Linked DNA regions of Mus musculus: region 2 is linked to region 1. Evidence: chromatin contacts called from public HiChIP or PLAC-seq data. All regions are on one chromosome and are shown on one strand. Each heading gives the region's core, a stretch centred on a gene start, on an enhancer-like site or on the middle of the called end of the contact. The rest is flanking DNA. Distances are from core to core; before and after follow the strand shown. Region 1 overlaps Focad (focadhesin). Region 2 has its middle 7.6 kb from the start of Ifna15.

The links. HiChIP or PLAC-seq counts read pairs in DNA pulled down with a chosen protein or histone mark.
Region 2: a contact with region 1 is called in a RAD21 HiChIP or PLAC-seq map of pro-B cells, with 2.8 times the contacts expected there. The contact joins two enhancer-like sites. A contact is called at or near these places in 2 of 15 datasets of contacts at CTCF or cohesin (the NIH/3T3 cell line and pro-B cells), 2 of 484 Hi-C or Micro-C datasets (brain and embryonic stem cells), 4 of 115 datasets of contacts at active chromatin or transcription factors (the NIH/3T3 cell line, astrocytes, bone marrow-derived macrophages and 1 more) and 2 of 9 other capture datasets (adipose tissue and liver).

The regions. Positions count from the first base shown.
Region 1 is chr4:88,163,730-88,169,129 of GRCm38.p6, forward strand. The region is part of intron 5 of Focad (focadhesin); the gene reads left to right. Among named protein-coding and RNA genes, the nearest start is that of Mir491, 44 kb to the left of the region's middle. Within about 2 kb of position 3,457, at least 62 of the 459 cell types and tissues checked have an H3K27ac peak or open chromatin away from gene starts, as enhancers often do. A contact at or near this core is called in bone marrow-derived macrophages and pro-B cells, where this site is marked.
Region 2 is chr4:88,548,055-88,553,306 of GRCm38.p6, forward strand. No RefSeq gene overlaps it. Among named protein-coding and RNA genes, the nearest start is that of Ifna15, 7.6 kb to the right of the region's middle. Within about 2 kb of position 2,332, at least 74 of the 459 cell types and tissues checked have an H3K27ac peak or open chromatin away from gene starts, as enhancers often do. A contact at or near this core is called in bone marrow-derived macrophages and pro-B cells, where this site is marked.

The DNA of each region.
Region 1 (5,400 bases), core at 2,207-4,706:
GGCATTGTTTCTCACACAGAGAAAGGCGCTCAGTGCCAGTCACTGAATTCACCATGTAAATCAAATCATAGCTTTCTGATGCTCGGAGATGAGGCAAAAGGTTGAGGTGACCTAAAGGTTACAGATAACTTTTGCTTCCTGATTTAACTGCCACACAGCTAATTTTTTTATTCGCTCATTTCTATTAAGATTGATGCACTTATTCTTGTAAAGGTGACTACCGTTGCATACCTTATTTTATCATTGCCTCGGTGATAGTCTGGTGGGACCGTGCATATATCATTCTCCTTTCCCTCTGCTCCCTAATTTCAGATGCGCTCACTGCTCTCCACTGTCAGTAATGCTAGTGAAAGGTGGGGGGGGGGGCAAGGAAATATTTGCATCTAAGTTTGTAGGCTTCTCTGTCGACCCCATCCCCCGCACTCTGAACAGTATTGACTCTGGAACAAAACTGATTTTTCATGATCTTCTATATTCTTTCGTTTATGACTACATAAATACATAGGGACATGTTTGGTGTGTGTGTGTGTGTGTGTAATTATATTCATTATAGAAGTGCATTTGACACACAATGAGGAAGAAAAAATATTAAGACAGAGATCCAACTTTTAGGCTGACATAATTCACTCTGGGTAGTGTTAATGGAACTCTTCTATTTGTTAGATACTATGTTATATACTTTATTAAGAATATCAGTAAAAATGCTTGCATGTCACAAAGTAGGAAAGTGCCAAAGAATGTTCAACATACTGGTTCATGTGGCATGCCAAAAGAAAACCAAAGCACACTAAGAGATTTACAGGCGCTGGAGGCCAATGGAGGGTGACCCGCTTGTCTGATTTGTATTGATTTTGCTCTTTAGAAATGATGTTATTCTCCTTTAAGGAGAAAGCAGATCTATAGGCTATCTCAGGAGCTAGATAATTCCGGTTTAATCATCCTTCTGGACACAGCACTTTCCTAGGAAGCAGACAATATAGAATGGTTTTTCTCTCTGAGATAAAAATAGGTGAGGCCTGCATTTCACAGACATTGCCCTTAGAGCCATTCAAGCTTACCATATAATTACAGATGGGGGCGCCATCTTTGTGGTTTGTTTCCTTTGCAGGGCTTGATTGTATCCTGTGCATCCTCTGCCTGGGATTTAATGTTCATGTGGGTTATGCATCAGCTATTAGCTATCTAGCCTGAGCTCATTTTAAAGATGAAGGAACATTGGTCAAGAGAGACTAATTCTCTTGCCAGAGAACTCGTGCTTTGCTGGAGAATGAGAATTTGGAGACAGATGTATTTTTCAGTTGCTAGAGTTCTTGCTTAGTATGTGTAGGCATTGGGTTTGATCTGTGTGAATGGGGTATTGTGGTGCACACCTATCATCCCAGCACTGGGGAGGCAGAGGCAGGCTATATAGTGACTTGGAAGCCAGTCTGGGCTACATGAGAATCGAATTTTTTTTTTTTTTTTTTTTTTTTTGTGTGTGTAGTTCTGTGTTCCTTGCTCCCACTGTCACATCCTTTCTCTCTAGTTTCAGTTTTATTTGATATAAGGACATGACTATTAAAAAAAAAGAGTCCAAGCATGCTGCATGGCTTGTATAAAATCTACTACAGTGATGACAGGGATGGTGGCATCCACACTTGGCTGTATTTTCAAGATGTCCTACTTTGTGGCTACCACCATTAGTTACAAATGACCTGGTTGGCTGGAGGGTCAGCCATACATTTTAAACAAAGATGGGGTAATTTAACTATTGTAGCTTGAGTAGCAGATTTGAGAATGATTGAATTAATGAGTGGATTTATTGAAGGAAAGCGGGTGTATTTTGGTCTAGAGTTCCAGTTCCAGCTCATCATGGTAGAGATCTCATGGAGCAGGAAGGGATCTGAAGGCAGCCATAATCAGGAAGTACACAAGTGTGCTTCTCGTTTGCCAGCCTGCTGTCTCCCTCCCTCCCCCTCCCTCCCTTCTCCCTCCCTCCCTCCCTCCCTCCCTCTCCCCTTCTCTGTCTCTCTCCTTCTCTCTCCCTCCCCCACTCTGGTACTTCCCAATTAAATTTTTGGAGTTTAAATTGTGTATCCTTTCAAATGCCTGGAACTTTCTCATTTGAATACATGTTAAAGAAAGAAGTTGAATGGCTAACAAACAACAAGTGAGAGGAAGAAAGAAAAAATTTGAATAATCCATAAATTTAATAATCAAATCTTGAATATATCAAGAGTGAACTATACTCAGCCTTATGACATTTTTCATGCTCTAATTATAATATTTTTGATAGGATAATAACTTCATTTTCTGTCATACTCAAATTAGCATCTGTATTCTCTAATGATGTTTATTTTAGAATAAGACTTATTTTGTAAAGGAATAATTTTACGTTTTTCCCCCACTTTAAGCCTTTTCAGTTTTCTTGTGCATCCAATGCTAATTTTTGTTAAGCGTATTTCCATAAGAAATGTAAGTTTTTGGTCATGATTGATGACTTTCAGTGCTGTTTAAGTTAAAGCCCGGTCGGCTTTGTGCTTCGCTTTGCACTTGCTGTGGACTTCAGGTAGTGATTCTGAACCAGAGGCAGTTTCACCCCAACGAGGACATTAGGCAGAGTCAGAGGACACGTTTGATTGTCAGTACTTGGAGGAAGTTTAAGAGCTCCTGGTGGAGGAGGCTAGGTTGCTGTTGATCAAGCTTTGCCCCTGCTGTGAAGACTGTCTATATAACACGCCAGTAGTGCTAAGAGGCAGTCAGTCTCATGCATGGAAGTGGTGCAGTTTGTTTAATTAAGATATATCCATTCTATTATGTGAGTGTAAGCCTTTGTGTATTATTTTTTACGTGTATTCACATATCAATTTGATGATTCACAAGGGAAAATTTAGCTTTTTGGTTTATTATGCTTAAAAACAAAACTTTGGCAACTATAATTGATTTTAGGTTATTTGTGTTGTTTGAAAAAGTATAATATTCGTAATCCAAACCTAATCAATAAGAGTCAATGTTTGCATTTTTTATGCCACTTCTTTCAAGGTTATCAGCCTCTTGTAATCAGTATCATACGTTACTTTTTACAGTATTGTCACTTAGAATGCATTCAATTTCCTGGAGAAATTAATTATCTAGAGGTCTAAATCAGTAATTAATTTGGACCTTTATTCTCGTATATTCTACTCAATCTAATCTTTAGGGATTAACTTTGAGATGCTAACTGGAATTGACTGAATCCAGTAGCTGGTGAAATAGACCCTTTCATTTCCTGCAACAAAGTGAATGGTTCCTTCTATTCTGAGTGTAACAAAGCTGTGTCAGATGAGAGCTGGTTGCATATGTGTGTAATTTCTACTACTTTAAGATGACTGTGTTTTATTTCTGTTGACCTGGTTTAATTTGAATGTGTTGTCAAGGGGAGATCTGTCATTGTTATCTTGTTGGGGTAGGAGAGACAGGAAGAGGAATGAAGATGAGAGGGTTAATAAGAGGCAGTGGGGTTTTGGGGGAAACAGGAAGAGGAGAGGCCAGGTTGGGCAAGGAGCTGGTTTCTCTTTCTTTTTCTTTTTTTAGAGTTTATTTTATGCGCAATGGTATTTTGCCTGTATGTTTGGCATGAGTGGGTGCCAGATGGCCTGGAACTGGAGTTGCGGACGTTGTGAGCTGCCATGGGTTGCTGGGAATTGAACCCAGGCCCACTTGAAGAGCAGCCGGTGCTCTGAACCACTTAGCCATCTCTGCAAGAGCCGACTTCTAAGAGAGGAATTGGAAATCATTTCAGAGCTTAGTGATTACATAAAAGCTTGGTTGTAAATTTTTCAGATTATCTTCTTAAGTAGTCATGAACGCCACCCTTAGCTGGAGGGTTAGTGACTGGTCCTGTACAAAACTCCTTACACCAGCATGCTTATCAGAAGAGCACATAGGGGCAGTAACTGCTGTTAGTGTTCAAGACCTTATCCTGCTGTGATGTGCTGAGTGGCATTTAGGACTTGGGAGTATTTGGACTTCGTATCTCTGACACCCAGGATGGAAGGTGATTCTGGATAGCTTTACTTGCCAAAGAGTTTGGGATTGATATACATGATTTTGATGTGAGTTTTGAGGCTTGGTGTAAAAGGTTGGGTGGAACTACCTCTTAGCAATGACCTTAATCTGGCAGTCAGAAATAGCCTGTGTGTTAATGAGCAAGCTGCTGGCCTATGAGATAAGATCTACTAAAATTTGTTCTTTGTAAAAGAGTATAAACAGAAATATTCCTACCCTTGACTTCCTTCTTCAGAGGTTTTTATTTTCATTTTTTCCCTTTGTAGCAGCTTTCAGAGTGTGGAACATATTAGAATCACCTAGAGAGTTTTGAAAAGTTGCTTATGCATGAACACTATTCCTAGCAACCCCAAGGTAACTGAGGCTTCGGCATTGGGTGAGAGCTACACTCTGACCTATATTTCATGCCAGGGCTTTAGTAGATCTGCATGGGCTACGGGGATCTGTGTTTCACACTTTCTAGGTAATGATGCTGATATGCTGGAAAACCCACCATGCTTTAAGAACCAAGAAGAGCCATGGTCCATGCTGGTAGAGTATATGCAGAGGCAGGAGGATTATGATTCTGAGTTCAGGCTGGGTTAGACCTTTACAAGGCTGCTGAGATGACGGCTGAGTGGGTAAAAGCTCTTGCAAGCCCGATGGCCTGAGTTCATTCCTAGAACCCACGTGAAAAGTCAGATGTGGGAGAGTGTATCGGAATTCACACTGCTATGTGGAGATGGGAATTGGAGACAGACTTGCCTGGAAGGTACTTCACTGCAGAGCCGGCAGGATACTCTGCAGCCAGCAGGACACTCTGCAGTCCGAGCAAGAGAGTAAGGCAAGAGCCGACTCTCAAAAGTTCTCTCGTGGCTTCCACACATGCTGTGTGGTACAATAAACAGACAGATAAGCAAACAAACAAACATTTAAAAGGAATCAGGAGGGTTGTTCCTAGGAAGTTGCTTGCATCCTGCAGGTGTGACTCAGTGGTAAAGAGCTCGTTTGCCCAGCATGGGAGACCCTTGGCCTGATCCCTGGCATTGCACAGATAAGTCCTAAGAAATATTCATCTGTATCCACTTGCTACCAAGCCTGATGACTTGAATTCAATCCCTTGAACCCACGTGGTGGAAGGGGACCTAACTCCCAAGAGCTGTCCTGTGATTTTCACATTCAGTCCATGGTGCCTTTCTCCCCCAAATGCATAAATAAATATAAAATAAAAACAAAAAACAAAAAGCAAAACCCCTTGGTACATTTACAACTATAATTAGGATTTTGAACTCTTGAAAAGAATCTGTTATGCTTTTTTATTCTTCCTAAAGCTCCATTCTCTGAGAATCCTCCAGATTTCAGATTCTCTGTTTAATAAAGCCTTTTTAGATATCT
Region 2 (5,252 bases), core at 1,082-3,581, 380 kb after region 1:
TGTTATACTACACTGAGGTGCTGAGTGAGGTATTGCATTCAGTGTAATACACTGAGTATTACAAAACAGATTTGATGTTGCTTGCATCTGCAGTGTTGGAAAGTCTTCAGGAGCCTACAGTGACATCCCAGGCCTTGGCAGCCACCCACAGTGTCACTGACTCAGAGCAACTGTGTTACTAAATGTGTCATGAATGGCAAACACCTTACAACAGTGTGCTATTTGACATCTCATACGTATATTTAGTGTAATTTTCTATTTGAAGTATGTTTAAGCTTATCAGCCCAAGTACTGACCATTATATTACACCTGCCTTCAGCCTTTAGAGTATTCTGCCCTGCTTTATAGCCAGGAGTGAGAGGCCACTTCCTGCATCCTCAATGTATAGTGGGTTACAGTGTCTAAGTTTGTGTAAGTATACTATGTGACGTTGGGACAAAGACAAAGTCATGAAATTATGCATCCTTTGGGTCTTATTCTCATGCTTAGGTGAAACATGTCTCTGGAACACAGTATACTTAACCTGTCAACAAGACCAAGGGAGTCTTGAAGCATTTGTCTCCCTGAGAGTAAACACCTATCTCACATAAGGCAAGGGCCACAGGATGCCAGTATACTTCTCAACAAAAACTCACATCCCTGGAAGAATAGGAGGGCGTCCTCAAAGGTTCAAAGGGAAAACAAGCAAGATAATAATACAATACCTGGCCAAGATGTCTTTCATAAGTAACAGAGATAAGGAACTGTATTTCATACAAGCACATTGATAAAATACTCTCCTATGGGAATAGCCTACAGGGAACTACTAAGTGGCAACTTTCAAGTTGAGATGTAGCAACATATGAACATTTAAAACTTAACAGTAAAGGTAATATAAATACATATCCATGGTCAAGGTACTCGGATACCATAAGTTAGAGCGTAAAGTCACCACTTTGAATGCTAGTTAAAATGGTAGAAGGGAAGTTAGTAAAAACAACTATGGCTATAATCATTAGTCAGTTGACACACACAGTATAAACAGAAGTAAAATATGATGTCAAGAGCATAGTTTAGGGCTTGATGCGAAAGCAGGGCCTCGTTAAAGGCAATTGAAATTAAGCATCTGTTACATGAAGTGAGCATATCCTAACTATTAGATATTTTATGTAAGCCTTGGGCTAACCAGGAAGAAAGATAAATCAGTAAGAGAGATACAAGGAGAAAGGAAAATACCACAAAGCCTCACTAGGAAGATTGTCACCAACCACAAAGGAAGCCCGCACTGTTAAAAGAAAGAATTACTAAATCCATTAACTGAACTTCAATAGCTGGTATCTCTAAAAATTGGCTATTTGAAGAATTATTTAAAATTTAAGAATTTCAATCCACTGATGTAAAAAATGTAATATGCACTTGAAATGCTTTTTTAAAAAAATAATGAGAATGTATTCACATGACAATGTAATGAACACCTGTGTACCAGCCATTCTGTCTAAAAATAAATAATTTATTGTTAAAAAGGGGGGGAATTAAAAGAATGCAAAACGAGATATGCCAATTTTCTGCTACTCTTACACAACGGATTATTTTACTTAGCATTAAAAGTAAAATCATAAAATTTGCGTGTATACTGATGGGGCTAAAGAAAAGTTATTTAAAGTGAGGTAACTCAGGCAGAAAGACAAATATATACTTGTATGTAGATATTAGCTGTTAAAATAATATTAACCAAGCTATTATAACCAGTAGAACTGCAAGAATAGGTATGCAGCAAGGGATTGGGGAAACATAGATCTCCTTGGAAAGGGGAATAGAATAGAGAGCTATGGATGAATGGTGAATGGTGGTGTGTGTGTGTGTGTGTGTGTGTGTGTGTGTGTGTGTGTAGAATGGAAGGATCAAGTTGGGGAAGGGTAAATAGGGGAATGAGTGACGGGAGATGGGGAGAAGACAGCTAAATTAAGGCCCATTTGATAGTATGGGGGCAATATAGTAGAAGCTTCCTAAAATATTTACATATATGAAGGCAACCTAAATGAAATCGCCAAATAATGGGGGAAACGGGGCCCCAAATGGACATCTCCACCCATATGTGCTAGCATCTTTGGTACAGGAAAGTATTATGTATGCGCAAAGGAAAACAGTAAAACACCAACCCAGCTACAACTCCTTTGATCTATGGTGTCCGCCAGCAAGCTCTGTTAGTACAATGGTGGCACGGAGCTTGTGAGAGTAACCAACCAGTATCTGATTTGACTTATGGACTGACACTCAAGCAAGCTCTGGCTCCTAGGACGTAGGCTCAGTCAGGTGACGCGCAGTCAGCAGGGGGCGCGCTCCCATTCACTGCTCAAGGATGCAAACCCAACGATTCCTTTCACTTTCGGATCTTCACGTCACTCTGACTGGGCATTCAACTCCACCCCCAAAATATTCCTCGAGACACAAATTCAAAACTGTGTAGAGCAGTTTTTTGTTTTTGTTTTTTTGTTTTATTAAGAACTTTTGCTTTTCATTCTTCATAGAGACAGAAAACTAAAACTACAAAGAGAAGAGAAACACCTGCCACCTGCGGGACAAGCAGAGAGTGGAGGCAGGAGAATTACTGTGGCTTTGGCTGGATTCTGAAATGGATTCTGCGAAGCTGGAGGGGCTCAAATGGGAGGGATAGCAGCCCTGCAGTGCGGCTCCCAGCTGCTCCTGTGACAGAGGAAGTTTGACCTTTTCCAGGACTTGTCCCAAAGGTCTACGGAATTTCTCTTTTGGACAAGAACGGACGGCAATGCTCCATCAATAAGCACTGTTCTGGAGGTCTGAAAAACTCAGTAGAAGGCACGTTGACTGCCACAAGATCATCCTATGTGCCTTGATTGGCCTTGAACGCTATAGTCTCTCCCGGGCGCTGGGAATAAGGCATGTGCTGGCATAGCCTGCCTGGGTTTCTGTTACCAATTACTTTAAGTCTGAGTGTATATGGTTATTAAGTTATTTCTCTTGACAGTCTTCTTTATCAATGGTTGCTGTTATATAGCGTGCATAATAGTATTTCTCTGCTTAATATGCTGTTTTGTTCTTTATTCTGTGAGGAAGATTCTTTCTTATTTTTTTTTTTCATCCATTTGACCATATATCTTACTCCTTGATTTATCTTAAAATTCGCCAGGTGCAATTAGTACTATTGAATGATTAACTAAAGCTCTCCACTGCACACCAGTTCTAAAGTCACAGTGTTAAAACACGGTGTCTTAGTTCAGGTTACCATTGCTATGATGAAACACTGTGACCAAAACGAACTTGGGGAGGAAAGGCTTTATCTGGCTACTGCATCCTGAATCTGTTGAGGGGAGCGAAGGCAGGAACTCAGAGAAGCAGGAATCTGGAGGCAGAGACTAATGCAGTCCACGGTGGAGCGTTCCTTTCTGACTTGATCCTCACAACCTGATCAGCATGATTTCTTAGAGAACCCATAGGAATTATTAGACACTTTCGGTGATGAGCAATAAGTGAACAGAGAACATGTTTACTAACCACACTAATAAATGAGATAATGTGGAAAATACTGTATTATCAGCAGGCAAGATGTACCAGAGGATAGACATGGGGGGAAATAAAATCAAATATTCCAGGAATGGCGGACACTAACAGAAAGCAATGTACGTTTTACTATCCTAGATGGAAAACCCTGGTAGAATACAAGATTGAATGTTGAAACATTTGTACTGAATGTACTTCAAGTCAGAAAGAAATAAGGTTAGGGAGAGGCTTAGTCCTCTGATATAAACATTCCATCATCAAAAGAAGAAACAAACTCAGAACTAAGAACCACACAGCTCTTGGTACACAGGTAAAGTAAAAACAAAACAAAACAAAACAAGAACAGCAAGAACAACGACACCAGCCCAGACATCAGTCAAAACACCACTAGTTTTTAGAAAATGTATATAGCAAGGATTAGAAATTAGTCATGAATAAATTATGCAAAAGACCAACACAAAGTCTGTAATGATTCATGAGGAGCCTAACAGTAATGTTTAAAAACAGAACTGAATTTGAAAAGCAAATACTTATTGAAGCTTATTGTAGAGTAATATTAATTAGCATATCAACAGGTTAACTATACTTTGGAAATTAAATAATTATTTAAATACAATGCTTTAAACGTTTGTGGATTCGTACTAATATGCCTGGTATTTGTTTTCAGAAAACGTATCTAAAGACAGAAAAAGAACCTTCTGGAGACATTAATCCACATTCTTCTCTAGGAGCCACTTCCCCAGATCCCCTCTCCCACCCAGGTCTCTCCCTCCATCTGCCTTCCATGATCACTCCATCTCCCTTCCAAGTGAGACTCAAGCACCCTTGCTTGTGCCCTCCTTACTGTCCAGCCTCTTTGGGTCTGTAGAGTATGGTATGGGCATCCTGTATTTTATGGCTAATACCCACTTATTCATAAATACATACCATGCATATCCTTTTGGGACTGGGTATCTTCACTCAGGATGATATACTCAAGATCCATCTATTTGCCTGCAAAATTCTTGATGTCTCTATTTCATTGCGTAGTTGTACCACATTTTCTTTATCCATTCTTCAGTTGAGGGACATCTAGGTTGTTTCTAGTTTCTGGATATTATGAACAAAGCTGCTATGAGCATAGTCTTTGTGGGATGTTGGAACATCTTTTGGGTATGTGCCAGGAGTGGTGTAGCTGAGTCTTGAGGTAGAACTAGTTGCAGTTTTCTGGGGAAAAAAAAATTGAATTCCAAAGAGGTTGTGCAAGTGTGTGTTCCCACCAGCAATGGAGGAGTGTTCCCCTTGTTCAACATCCTTACCAGCATGTGCTACAACTTGGGTTTTTGGTCTTAGGCATTCTGACAGGTGTAAGATGGAACTTCAGAGTTCTTTTGATTTGCATTTCCCTGATGGCTAAGGACTTTGAACATTTCCTTAAGTGTTTCTCAGCCACTTCAGATTCCTCAGTTGAGAATTCTCTTTTTAGCTCTGTGCCCCATTTTTAATTGGGTTATTTGAGTTGTTGGTGTTTAATGTTTTGAGTTCTTTATAAGTTTTGGATATTAGCCCTCTGTCAGGTACAAGGTTGGTGAAGATCTTTTCCTACTCTGTTGGCTGCCTTTTTGTCCTATTGACGTGTCCTTTGCCTTTTAGTTCCATGAGGTTCCATTTATCAATCGTTGATCTTAGAGCCTGAGCCAGTGGTGTTCTGTTCAGGAAATTGTCTCCTGTATATTATCAATATGATAAGCCACAAT